Linked DNA regions of Ovis aries: region 2 is linked to region 1. The links are chromatin contacts, called in public Hi-C maps. All regions are on one chromosome and are shown on one strand. The core of a region is the stretch at or near the end of the contact, and the rest is flanking DNA. Distances in the headings are between cores, read along the strand shown. Region 1 overlaps EPS15L1 (epidermal growth factor receptor pathway substrate 15 like 1). Region 2 has its middle 55 kb from the start of AP1M1.

Region 1 (6,780 bases), core at 2,871-5,370:
CCTGTGGTTTCATTCCTGTGGCCTTAGCTGTAGGCTGCACTGAGTCTGCCCACCCACACACAGTGTAGGGGTCAGCCTGAGACCTGGGCATAGCTTATCATGGAATTTGGGACTCCCATTCTCTGCCTTTCCTTTCTAGACCCCGCATCCCCCCTCCTCTTTTTTTAAGCTTTGGAAAAAATAGTCTTTTAATAACTGTTTTATCACCATGTTAAGTCATGCAGTTACAAAGTAGTTAGAAATTTCTGAAAGGATATTATTGTTAAAAAAAAAAAAAAGAAGAAAAGTTCATTCTTAAATAAACAATATCTAGCACTTCACCGGGACACTGCTGTTCAAAAGGCCCTGGCCAAATAACTCCCCAATAAAACACAGCCCCAGGTTGTTTGCAGCCACCTGGGGATGAAGCCACGTGCAGAAGACGAGGCCTCTAAATGAGGACACGAAGTCAGGGCACGTCGGGGCTGCTGGCAGTACTCAGCGCCGCCAGCCAGACTCCAAAGAGGGAGTGCAAGCAGGTTTCTTTCCGGGACACTACTTGAATTATTGTTCAATTAGTCAACACAATAGATCTTGATAAGAGAACAGTTGATAAACATGATAAGGATGTTACTTAACGTTCTTTGGATTATATGTTGTAATTATGGTTAGTAAATTCCAACAGTCTTAACAAAGACAGCCTGCCTCATTTGCAGGTATGAAGACAGCTTAGTTCTCCACTGGGCTTTTTGTTTTTTTGCTGGGCCACATCCCTTTTTCGTGGCTGTGGCTGTCCTGGGATTCCCGCCTCTCAGCTTCAGTGCAGAAAGACAGTGAGTTTTCTTTTGGAATCCATAGCCTCTCAATATTCTCAGACCATAGCTATCAAGACGGAAAACCTGGGAGTTCCCTAGTGGTCTGGTGGTTAGGATTCAGTATTTTCATGGCCGCAGCCGGGGTTCAGTCCCTGGTCAGGGAACTGAGATCCCACAAGCTGAGCAGTGGGCCAAGATAAAACAAAACCTGGAAAATTCAGCCTTGTACTGTTTTTTTGCTGCCAGATTTCAGTTCTCTTCCAAAGTCTTGCTGCTTTGACTCACTTCCTAGGTCTTCAGGTGATTGCTTTTTTTTTTCCTTTCCCGGTCCAGAGTATTGGTATTACATGCAGGAGGGGTTGGTCTGCTGGACTGTGCCAGGATTTGGTTTAAATTGCTGTGTCCTCCCCATGGCTGGGACAGATGTCCGGAGAATTTGTGGCTGAGTGAATGGGTGACGGGCACAGGAACTGCTTTTCACTCTCTCCTCTCCTTTTCACTCAGCTCGACCCCTTTGAATCCAGCGATCCTTTTTCGTCCTCCAGTGTCTCCTCAAAAGGATCAGGTGAGACCAATGGCTGCTTTTACTTCTCACTCGTCCCTGGGCAGGAGAATGGCCCACCTGTTTCCAAAGCTGGCATGTCCTCAGCGTTTGTGTTGTTAGTAAGTAGCACCCAGATCCTCACCCGGGGCAGTGTGGCCCATGCCACGGCCCTCGTCTTCCTGAGCGGGAGCTGGCATCTGCTGGGAAGGAAGCTTGGCTGTAGGGATTAATTCAGTAATAACACTAACGTATTAGTTACTTTTTACTCAGTCTTCTTATGAATGTTTGGTTTGTATGTTTGGCTTTTTTTCCTAAATAAATCCAAAGTTCTGTTGAGGCTTGTGCTATGGGCGCTGGGTTTGAGGGACCCTCCCTTCACAGCATAAACCCTTAGGTGTGCCTCTAAGGGAGGGGAGCTTTTGCGGACTGCCCACCCCACCTTGCCTGTGGGAACAGGCCCCAGTTGGTACTGCTGCCTTGCCTAGCATCTTGGCTTGTTAGTTACAGAGCTTGACTTCATAGGTGGGCTTGTGGGCTACTCCAGGAAAATCACACCACCCACCAAAGGAAAAAGCTCAGCAGAAATCTCTGCCCACAGATGACCTCCCCACGTGAGCCGTGTGGGCGGCAGTCCCCTCCCTCTCACTCCCCCTTCCTGGTCCAGCAGGACAGACACCAGGCCCCGTCTGTCCTTCCATGGGGGGCTTGCCGCTCCGTGAGTGTGAACGATGCTGGCTGGCAGCCCAGCCACAGGGCTGAGTGCCCCCAGCTCATGTGGCCGCAAACCATCTGGCTGAGCTGCACCAACCACAAGCCAGAGTGGGCCGAGTGGGGCGGTGGGGACTCCTGGTTGAGGACCTGCACCCAGAGTCACCAGCCCGCACACAGACGTGACCACCCAGGATCCGCTCTGGCGCTGTGGAGAGCTGAGAGACGGCACTTGGGCTTGCCCGCGGGAGGCGTGTTCTGTGAGTGTGGGATAACTGCCTCTCCTGGTGTTGCTTGCAGGTCCCTTCGGAGCCTTAGACCCCTTCGGGAGCGGGTCCTTCAGCAGCGTGGAGGGCTTTGCCGACTTCAGCCAGATGTCCAAGGTAAAGCTCTCGCGTGGAGCCCCTGCACCTCTGCCGGTGTCCTTGTGCTGCGGCCGTGGTCTCGTCCTGGGCTGCCAGGCATAGTTGCTTCATGCCACGTATGTGTTTCCTTGGCACCTGTCGAGCTCCGACATGCAAAGCGCATGCTCACTTGACGTCGTGAGTGTGCAGACAGGGTCTGGAAGGTGTCCATGGCTGTGGCTGGACGCATTTCCCTTCCTCCAAGTGGCGGTACCAAAGCCTTGAGTCCCCCTGCCGCCTGCCCAGGCACAGGCGCGAGGGCCTCCCTCCTGCCCTCACTGGTGTCTCACAGCCGTCAGACCTCAGGTGATAAAGTCTCCCAATGGCCAAACAATGCAAGAAGGTGTTGAGCACAGGGGGCCAGGCCTGGCGTGCAGCCTGCGAGGCCAGAACCGGGGGCCACAGGCCCACACGCAGATGTGTCTGGAGCTGCCTGTGGGTAGAACCCGAGAAGAATGTGGAAAGTGAGGGCTGGGCTCAGTTGGTGAATAAATACGCGGGTGAAACGTGAGCTGTTCAGGAAGGCCCGTAAGTCACTTCTGTTCGGCCTGGGCGGTGTCTGCGCGGCCATAATTACCTGAACTGACTGTAAATGTAGCCCCACAGGCGGTGTGATCACTCTGTCGAGAGGGGCTCGAAGGAGGTGTGGCTGGAGAGCTAAATCTTTAGCAGAGCAAGAAGTCCGTCGGTAGAGACTGTCCAAAACAGAGCGAGCAATAAGAGTAGAAGCCCATGACTCTGAGGTGCATTTCAGAAGAAACCGCTGAGCTGTTGAAAGCGCTGGCTGTGGGGAGTTGATGTGCAGCTTCTGTTCTCCGCCCTAACCTTTAGTGTCCCTTGGTTCCGACTGCGAGCCCGGGTTAGCGGGTTGAGGGAAGCGTTCGGTGTGTGTCTTGGCCTCGTCGGGAGGGTGGGGTCCCCTCAAGGATGCAGAACCAGGTGCAGCACAGCCTGCTGGAGCCCCGTGTTCTCCGTTTATTCCTCGGGTGTTTCCAGCCGCCCACTTTGGTCCAGGTGGCCCGGGCTCCGTGGCCGCTGGGGCACTGGTGAACACGTGCAGATGCAGCTCCTGTCCCTGATCTTGCCCCTTAGTTGGTGGGCGGGGGGATGGCTGGAGAAGGAACCCTGGAGCGTGTGGGAGCAGGCATCTACAGCCTGGAGCCCGTACCTCCCACCCCTCGCACCCCGCATGCCAGCTCCTCAGAGGGGCATCCCGCCTGCTTCACTCAGCCCGAGGGGCGCACGGCTGTCTGGGTGCTGAGCGCTTGTGGTTAGCAATGTGTGATTGTGGCATGTGGCTTCCAAGAAACGTTTGAGGTTTTGTTCAGGTTTTCAGAGAAGCGCGTGAGTGTAAACTGTCGAGGTAGCAAATCTAAGTCCTGGCTGGAGGCAGAGCATCGGTTTGCCCATTGGCTGCCGTGGGAGGGAGCCTGGGGGTGCCAGGCTTTCCGTCCTGTCTCCTTCCCGTGCCTGGAGGGAGTCACAGTCCTGTGGGAACTGGGACACTGGTGGTCTGGGATCGGCCAGAAGGGACCAGAGCCCGAGATGTGCCTTCGTGTCCACCTGTGGCTGTGTGGCTGTTACATGCACTCCCCGGGTGGAACTGCGTGTCCTTGGCTTCTGTCCCTGCTTAGCGGGCGGGAAACTGTCCCCTGAAATGAAGAAACCTCTGCCACACGGGGGCGGCAGTCTCCAGGGAAGGGGCTCATGCCCTGTTCTCAAGCCAGCACGAGTGGGCCCTCTCCCCCAGAGGCAGGGGAACGAGGGCAAGCAGTGCCCCCGAGCTGGGACCAGGGGACAAGGACGAGGCGTGAGCCAAGCCCTCTGTATCAGGGCGCACTGGAGGCTGTGTGGAGTGGCCGCCTGGCGGGACCCGGGCCGCCGCCTCCAGGCAGCACCCGCCTGTGTCTCTGCTAGCTGCAGAGGCGACCCTCAGCCAGGCAGTTCAGAGCCTGGCCCTTCCCTCTTGGTGCCCGTTCTAACCTGCAGGTGCGTTTTCCCTCTTTCATTCCGCTTTCCCTCTCCTTGATCTCGTGTCCCGGCTCAGGCCACACACACGTGCACTTGTGACTTCAGAGCCAGCGCCCCTTCCTGTTGGTGGCACTGGGCGGGACAGGGCTGGCTGGGGCCGTGGAAAGTTTGTCTCCATTGTTTTGTTTCCACGATCCCATCAGCTCCTGATCTCATGGCGCTTGCCCAGCTCAGTTCAGCGCCCTAACCTCATAGGTCTGTTTTTCCCTTTTGGTTCCCTTTCTGTTTTTCAAGAACAACATTGTGTGTATAAATAAAATGCCGAAGGAAATGAAAGTAAAGTGGCAAGAAGGTGTTTTTTTAACTGCTTGGGGGGGGTGTGTGTGTGTTTTGAACATCGCTGTCTCTTCTCCACCTGAGTGGGGTGGGGAGGCCATGCAGGCTGGCACCCTTCCTTAACTTCACCCAAAGCTGGAGTGTGCCCCTCTCTGCCCGGCAGTGCTGGAGGAGATCAACCCGCAGTCTGATTCCCTGGATTCCTCTGGGAGTGTCTCCAGGCTTGCACCCTTAGTTGAGGTCCCCTCGTACCTGAGGTGATTTTTCTAGGCAGTATTACCTTGCGTTAAGAACACTTTTCCCAAAATAGATCTCAGAGCATCTGAGAATAAAAACAAGACTCCAACTTAATTATTTCACCCCTCCTACCCTAGGATTTTTTAAAAAAGCCAGCTATGAAATACTTGACTGCCCTTTGTCAGCCCATTTTCAGTTGTTTTTCAAGCATGCATTTCTATTTAGGGCTTTTTTTTTTTTAAGTTGAGGGTCATTTGTTTTAAGTCAATTTTTTGAACTGTAAACCTTTTAGAGCTGTGTCTTGTATAGTAGCTTTGCTGTCTGTGTGTTTTTCTTTTTTTTTTTCTTTTTTTGGAGCACACTTCACTATAGCCCAGCCAGAGAGCCCCTACCGGCTTTACTGAAACCCTTCTAAAAATAGCAACTTTCCCTGAAGCTACAGCCTGAGTAGGAACGAGTCAGGTCCCAGAGGAGGCTTCTTGGAAAACTTCAAGTCATGAAAGTCAGGATTCGGAAATGACGCAGGCTTTTTGGTGTCAGAAGTGATAAAACTCCCTGCTGTGGGCGAACTCTTTCTCCCTGGAGCGGGTCCACCAGCCACGCAGTGGGTTTAGATAGATGAGGGGGCGGAGGGTCGGCTTGGCCCACGGTGTGCCCAGCCAGCCGGGAGGCTCAGTGCATCTTGCGCTCCGGGGTGTGGTGCACAGGCTGGGTGGACGAGGGCCTCACCGTGCGCCATGCAGCTCTGGGGGTGGGGGCGGGGGGTCCGCACCCAGAGGCTCCCAGGTGTCCCTCTGCACCCCTTCCCCAGAGCTGGCGCATACCCAGCTCCCAGGACAAGAACGGGTCCACTCAGGGGCCTAGGGAGCTGGTCATGCCCCGTTTGCCAAGAAATTGATTTTGGTTCTCGCCTGCCCGTCTAAGGTTGTGGCAAGCGTGGAGAGAGCTGTCAACCCAGGGCGTGTCCTGGGAACAGCAAAAGCAGAAGCAGCTGCGCGCTCTCCATCTCAGCGGCTGCTCCGTCTTCTTTCCCGAACAGCAGACCCTAGCCGCTCACTTTAAAGCTGAGCTGCAGGTCCACGCTGCACCTTGGCTCTCTGGCTCGCTCAGTCTGGGAAGGGCTCTGTGGATGACAGGAAGCAGCAGAAACATAGTGTCGGTGGCCAGCGGGCATTTGCAGATTCTTGCGGGCATCCAGGGGAATCCGAGTCACGTCCACATTCTCAGCATGATGCTGCTTGCGCTGTCTCTGCTGATGTGGTTTGGGCGCCGGGTGGAGCCGCTTACGCATTCCCTTTCGACTTCTCGCCCAGCCCTGCGAGCGCGGGCAAGGCATGGTGGTCATCTCACAGAAGAGGAAACAGAGGCGCGGAGCTGGGAGCGGGGCCTCCAGGTCCCACCCTGAGGTGCTGTGTTGTCAGCAGGCCATGTCTTCTCACAGTTCCTCAGCTTCCCTGCCTGTGAGATGGAAGGGGTGGCCGGAGGACTCTGTCCCCAGGCCGGTGGGACGATGTGGCGAGACCAGCACAGAGTGGACGTCTCCTACCCTGGGGGCCCTCTGAGGTTCCGGGGGAGGAACTGGGTGCCCAGCGGTCTTGGCTGAGGGTGCCACCGCCCTCTCCTGGCCCCCTCCTTATCTCTGTGGACCAGCCGCCTCTCTCCCACCCGAGACGAGTATCTGGGACTAGGTACCAGGGACAGGGTGGCTGCATCCGTGTCCCCATGACCATAACCCCGTGACTGATGCCCGCCCTTCTCCCCACTGTTCCATCCACACGTGGGAACC
Region 2 (6,780 bases), core at 3,161-5,660, 130 kb after region 1:
TGGGCAAGCAGGTCCCTCTCTCTGAGCCTCAGTTTCCCCATCTATAAAACAGAGACTTCTCACACACTGGGATGACTGTCTTCACAAAGATGAAAATGATCAAGGGTTGGCGAGGATGTAGAGAAATTGGAACATACAGAGGGTAAATTTTTTTTTTAAATTTAATCTTTGGACTTCCCAGTGCAGCATGTGGGATCTTTATTCCCCGACCAGGGATTGCACCTGTGCCCCTGGGCTGGGAGTGCCGAGTGGCAACCACTGGACTGCCAGGGAAGTCCCCACACTGCGGATGAGAATGTAAACTGGCTTAGCAGCTTGGAGAGGAATCTGGTCGTTCCGCAAAGTTAAACATCGAGTTGCCATATGACCCAGCAATTCCATTTCTTGGTACAGACCCAGGAGAAGTGAAAACACATGTCCCCGCAAACGCTTGCACGCATACGTCCACGGCAGCAATAGTCACAGTCGCCGAAAAGCAGAAACAACTAAGTGCCCATTGACAGGTGAGGGGACAAACACAGTGCGGTCCCTCCATACAATAGAATATTATTCACCACATGCGTTTATGCTCAGGACCTGCAGTGGTGGCTCTCTGTGACTCTACGGACTGCAGCCTGCCAGGCTCCTCTGCCCGTGGGATCTCCAGGCAGGACTACTGGAGTGAGTGGCCATGCCCTCCTCCAGGGACTCTTCCCAATCCAGGGATCAAACCCATGTCTCCTGCAGCTCCTGCCTTGCAGGCGGATTGTTTACTGCCGAGCCGCGGGGAAAACCCGTTATTCAGCCATAAAAAGGAATGAAGCTCTGATACATAGGACAGTGTGGATGAACCTCAAAAATATTACGCTGAGTGGAAGAAGCCAAGCCCCAGATGCCATGTACAGTGCAATTCCATTTATAAGAAATATCCAAACAGGCAAATCCTAGAGACGGAAGGCAGGTGTGTGGTTGACAGGGGTTGGGGGTGGGGCCATAAGGAGTAACTGGTAAGGGGGGCAGGAGGTCTTTGTGGGGTGATAATGTTCTGTAATTAGATGGAGGGGATGATTGCATAACACTGTGAGTATGCTAAAAAACCACTGGATTGTACACTTTAGAATGGTTAAAATGGTGCATTTTATGTTATGTGAATTTTTTCTTGATTTAAAAAATCAGGGCCAGCCTCTACGACCATCCCTAAAGCAGGGGGCTGGTGGCGGGGGGTGGCCACAGGTACTGTCCCTTCCCCCTTCCTTCGACTCAGTGACCAGGATAGATTTGGGGTTCTAACGACACCCCACCCGCCATGCCCAGGTGGCAGCTACCCAGGCTAGAATGGTAAAGGGGGAAGTGGGGCTTTTCGTGGTTCCAGGGCCCCTGGATTTGCATCGGCCACTTTTACATAAAAATCTTTCCAGGCTGTGCCCAGTGGGCCCTGAAGCCGGCCAAGGGGTCCTAGGGCTGTGCACAAGGGGTGGCCTCGCTAGTTTAGTTGCTAAGTCATGTCCAACTCGTTTGCGACCCCATGGACTCTAGCCCGCCAGGCTCCTCTGTCCATGGGATTTCCCAGGCAAGAATACTGGAGTGGGTTGCTGTTTCCTTCTCCGAGGTGTCTTCCCAACCCAGGGATCGAACCCACAGTCTCCTGCATTGGCAGGCGGGTTCTTTGCCGCTGAGCCACCAGGCAAGTCCTCATTGGAAGCTTGTGCAATACCCAGTGAGACCCGCTGGTTCCTGTTTTGGGGGAATGTTATCACTACTGGCTTCTTAGAAAGAGCTCACAGTGGGGGAGCCTGCCAGCCCCCACCGACTCTGGGCACCACCTTTGTCCTCTCTTTCCCTGGGGTGGGGTGCAGATCGCAGCTCTATCCTGGGGTCAGCAGGGGCTCAAGGCCAAGGGTTGGGGTGGGGGAAGGTGACAGGGCCCATTTACAGAGCACTTCCATGTCCCTGGCTTTCTCTGTGCTGTGGGTCATCTCCTGGGACTCCCAAATGACGTCTTAGCCCCAGGCCCACAGTTCAGCTGAGAACGTGGGGTTCATAGAGGTGTGGTGGCCAGGCTGAAGCCAGGCTGGGGTTTGAGGTCCTGGCCTGTTGTCAAGCCAAGGCTGATAAAGCCCCTGTTGAGATAAGCTGGGGAGACGGCCTGCCACCGTTTATTCAGGCAACAAATATTTACTGAGCTCCTCTCGGTGCCAGGGTCTGGGGCTGGGAGCCGGAAATTTGATGGGGAACAAGCCAGAATGGTCTTACTCTCCTGATGACTGATGGCCTATAGCCAGGGGACAGATGAGAGAGAGACAAACAAGCAAGATGATTCTAGAGTATGGTGGGGTGGTAGTGGGGTCCGAGAGCTGCAATGAGGGCCTGATCGGGGGAGAGGGCTGGGGGGTTCTTGATGGTGACCCCCTCTCAAGGCACCTGGCGACGCATCTCTTTCGTCGCCCTCTTTCCTGCTTTGGTTTCACCCCCGCGGGTCTGAATTTGCATTATTGGGACATTTCTTCTTTTTAAAACTTCTACCTCCTGCCTTCTCTTGGTGCAGGCTGAGGTGGGGGGCGGTGTTGCTCCTACCACACGGTCCCCCATGAGCAGAGGAATTCCTCCTCAGCTTCAGGCTTCTCAGAAAAGCCACCTCCGCGGTCCCCCGCTTGTGAAATGACCCCTGGGCTGGCCAGGAAGACCCTGCTCGACTCGCTGCCTACCGAGCGCCCCCTGCAGCTGACACTGGAAAGGACACCTCCTCACCAGCCCCATTTTACAGAGGAGACCCCAAGGCCAGCGAGCTCAGACCAGGACTCGAATTCAGGGAGCCTCACCTCTTGGGCGCAGTGAGCCTGCCTACCCTCCAGGCACACAAGGGCATCAGACTAGAAAGAAAGAGACCCTGGAAGGGTCAAGGAGGCGCACACTGCCCCTCCACCAGTGACGTGGAGCCAAGCAGCCTGGCCTCACCAGGCCTCAGTTCCCCCTCTGGCACATGGACTGGGGACCCCTTCGCTTGCGGCTGTAGTGGCCTTTGTGTGTGTCCACTCCATATCGTCAGCCTCCACTTTAACCTCTTGTTGGCACTGTGCTGGTTTCAGAGCCATGTCCCTGCTCTTGCTGGTGGCTTTGGAGGTTCTACATGACCAGTCCCTGCCCCCACCCCAGGCCTGGGTCTCTCTGCTAGATCCTCAAACACATCAGAATCCCCCAGGACCCCAGGTCTTCGCATTTGCTCTTCCTGCATCCATCCATGTCTCCAAACCTCATCTAGTTGTTGTCAACTTACCTGTCAGTCTTGGCCTGATGTCAAACTTCTTTCCTTTTCTTCTTTTTAAATGTTTTGTTCAAGTGCAGCATACAGACATCTACAGCTCGATAACTTTTCACCGAGTGAACACTCCTGTGTAACCAGCACCCAGATTAAGAAACAGAACATTCCCAGCCCTAATCCTTCCTGCCAAACCCTGGTGGGCTCAAAATTTTTGAATTGATGGTTAATGATTACGTAACAGCCCTGCTGTCTGTGATGTAGCTGCCAGATAAGCTGCTGGGTCCATGGGTTGCATTAATAGAGCCATAGACTCCAGAACAAGGGAGGTGATTTCTCTCCTCATTTTGGGTTGATCAGAGCAGGCAGACGGCTGCCCCTGCCGCTTTGAAACGGGGCACACAGAGGGTTCAGTGAAGACCGCCATGGTGTGTGTGCTTGTTTGTGCACACTTCAGAGTGCTGCCCTGGGAGAAGGCATCGGAGGCTCAAATGCGTTCAACTTAGAGCAGGACAGGCCCAGGTCCTTGACCAGCTCCAGGTGGCTCAGCGGCAGAGCAAGGCAGGGCAGGGGCAGAGGGACCCCTCTGAGCGATGTGTGGGTTCCTGGGCTCCTTTAATGGTAGTGAGCATCCCGTTAGGAGAGGGATGGAAGCCTGACTCCCCAGGACAGCAAGCTGAGCAGGAGCTCATTACCGCAGGCTGGCCAAGACAGGGGCAGGCTGGCCTCTTACGTCACACCAGGCCTGGCAGAGAGGAGGGGGTGGAGGAGGTCTGCAGGAGACGTGTGGCCACACTGGGACCTTTCTTGGGAGCGAGACAAGCCCAGAACCTACCCAAACTCACGGGGCCCAAACTGGCTTTCCAGGCACGGGCCGGCCTTGGGGCGCTGGTTTTGGGTGGAGTTCAGGTCGGGTTATATCTGGCATGGCCGCTCCCTCTCGCCGGCTGCAGCTGCCGGGGGCGGGGGGCCGCTGGGCACGCTCCGCCACCCGCAGTCAGGCTGCCGCAGGTGCTGGGCCGGCCGCTGCACATAGTCACGCTTGGTCCCCCCCGCCTGGCTTGCCGGCCTGCCCCTCGGCTCTCACCAGGAAAGGGCCCCGGGGTCCGAGAGCAGGGGCCGACTCTGAGCCCCAGTGAGCTCTTGAGTATTTTTATCTCACTTCTGCGTTTCACTTTTACTGGTCGTGGGCGACATGTACATGTCAGTCAGGCTCCAAGCAGTAGCTGCTGCGTCTGGGCTGGTTCCCTTGTGTGTCGATCAGGGGTGGGGATTGGGGGCGGGCACGCAGGCTCGGGTTTGAATTCTATCCCCACCATCAGCGGGCTGTGTGGCCTCTGGAGCGATCCTCAGCCCCTCTGAGCCTCCTGAGAGGGGCGTGGGGTGCAGGAGGGGACCTTGGGCCTGGGTTCTGATGCCACCCTGCTTCTGGCCCGCCGTGCAGCCTCAGGCAAGTCCCTTCTCCACTCTGGACCTCAGTTCTCTTCTCTGTAAGATGGGAATAACTGCGACCACGTCCTTGGAATGTTGCTTCTCTGACCCAGAGGTTGTTTGGGGTCTGGTTGGGTGGTTGTCCGGGGGAGGTGAGGTGTCCTGGAGACTTGGAACCAACGGGGTGTCCTTGAACTTGAGAAGCTTGAGCTTGTATGAGGCTAGTTTAAAATGCAGATTCCTGAGCTCCCCACTCACCCAAATCACATATATTGACCTCCCCACTCCCAGCCTCTTGGGAAGCAGAGGTGCTCTCTCCTGGGCTGCAGTCCTCATTTTGTCCCCAATAAAACTTGACTCGCAACTCAAAAAATAAAAGGCGGATTCCCAGGCACTTCCCATGGTGTGGAGGGAGCAGGGGAGGGTTGGCCCTCAGGTGTCGGCAGATGCCATGTCAGGCCGAGAAACCTCAGGAAACGCTCTAGAACCTGTGAGTGTGGTTGGAGACCGGTGAGTGTTTCCTGAGCGGCTTCCCTGGTGACTCAGCCGGTGAAGAATCTGCCTGTGACACCGGAGATGCGCATTCGATCCCTGGGTTGGGAAGAGCCCCTGGAGGAGGGCATGGCAACTCACTCCAGTACTCTTGCCTGGAGAATCCCATGGGCAGAGGGGCCTGGTGGGCTGGAGTCCGTAGGGTAGCAAAGAACTGGACAGGACTAGAGCAACTGAGCGCACGCTGTTTCCTGGGACAGGACCGGGGAGAGCTATGGGGAGGGAAACACCAAGGCCCGGAGAGGCGAAGTCGTTTGCCCTGGGTCGCTCAGCCAGCCAGGGGCAGCACTGAGATTGAATGGGGTGGGGGAATCGCGCACACAGGCCCCGGCCTCTCCAGCGAGCCTGGCGCTCTGGTGCACCCCGCTCTGAGCATCTGGCCCAGGGGCCACAGGGCTGCCGAGGAACATGAAGCTTCGTGCTTCCCCCGGGAACAACTGGCAGCCCAGTCAGGGTTTATATAGCGGCTCCCAAAATATCAGGCTGCGGATAGGCTGAGGCTGCCGAGGGTGCGGCGGGCCAATGCCGTGGCTTCCTGTCCTGCCAAGATGTTTCCTGCTGATAGCTGGGCCCAGTGGCCTTATCTGTGACCCTGGGGCCACCAGGAGGACACCCCCCGTAACAAGGGGACAGACTGTTCTAGGCCCCAGGGAAGGGGCTGCAGGGACCCAGGAGGGGGTCAGGGTGAGCAGCCCACTGAGGGTGCTGGGTAGTTAGGTCCACTCTCAAGCTCTGAGATGGAGTGGAGCCCGACTACCCCGAGTGGGGCTGCGGCTCTGCAGCTACCGTGACTGTGTGACCCTCAGGAGCTGAGTCCCTCTCAGAGTCATCCTCATCCATCAAACGGGGATAGTGGTGGCTTCATTTTCACTTAACATTCCCCACCCTAGCCCTCCCAGCCTGCCCGTCAAGGAGCCCCCAGTCTGGGGGAGATGCCCCCTGCACACACAGCCCTACAGGCTCAGGGTTCAGCTAGAAGGAGGCTGGAGGAATCCAGGTGTCTGTCTAGGATGACTGCCTGGAGGAATAGTGTCATAGCTAGGGTGTAGCGGATATGTAGGAGTTCATCAGGCAGAAGGCATGGAAGGGATGACCAGGCTGAGGGAACAGTGTGTGAAGGCTTAGAGTCAAGTGACACTCTCCCTGTTTCACAGAAAAGGAAGCTGAGATTCCAAGAGGGGGTGATTCCATGGCTCTGAAACCTGGCACTTCCTCCTAGATCTGCCAACCAAGACCTGAGCTCCTGGGAGAGGACTTATTCCCTCTTGGTTGAGACCCTGGGATCTGGGGAACTTTTTTTTTTAAATTTCAAAATAGATTTTATTGCAACCAAAATAATAACATTAGTTCATTCACATAATAAGCTATATATATGTGTGTATGCACATTTTAAATTATAGGCAATAAAAGGAATAATATTTTCTAGGAAATAAAATTCATTTTGGCAGAGAGTATAAAATTAAAGTTGCCTCTAGTCATAACTCAACATCCTCAATTTTGTATAAGCGTGACACATTCTCTTGCCTTGCTGTGTCCTGCTCAGTCACTGTGTCTACTGCTTT

The links. A called contact is a pair of places that touch in the nucleus more often than the background predicts.
Region 2: a contact with region 1 is called in a Hi-C map of blood, with 3 times the contacts expected there. The contact joins two enhancer-like sites. A contact is called at or near these places in 3 of 16 Hi-C or Micro-C datasets (blood, muscle and tail adipose tissue).

The regions. Positions count from the first base shown.
Region 1 is chr5:6,411,686-6,418,465 of ARS-UI_Ramb_v3.0, forward strand. EPS15L1 (epidermal growth factor receptor pathway substrate 15 like 1) reads left to right here. Exons shown (of 24, transcript XM_060416230.1): 18 at 1,299-1,359; 19 at 2,347-2,429. It overlaps LOC121819589, which reads right to left. Exons shown (of 2, transcript XM_042249734.2): 2 at 171-1,535. Among named protein-coding and RNA genes, the nearest start is that of KLF2, 53 kb to the right of the region's middle. Within about 2 kb of position 4,121, at least 14 of the 54 cell types and tissues checked have an H3K27ac peak or open chromatin away from gene starts, as enhancers often do.
Region 2 is chr5:6,544,946-6,551,725 of ARS-UI_Ramb_v3.0, forward strand. No RefSeq gene overlaps it. Among named protein-coding and RNA genes, the nearest start is that of AP1M1, 55 kb to the right of the region's middle. Within about 2 kb of position 4,411, at least 8 of the 54 cell types and tissues checked have an H3K27ac peak or open chromatin away from gene starts, as enhancers often do.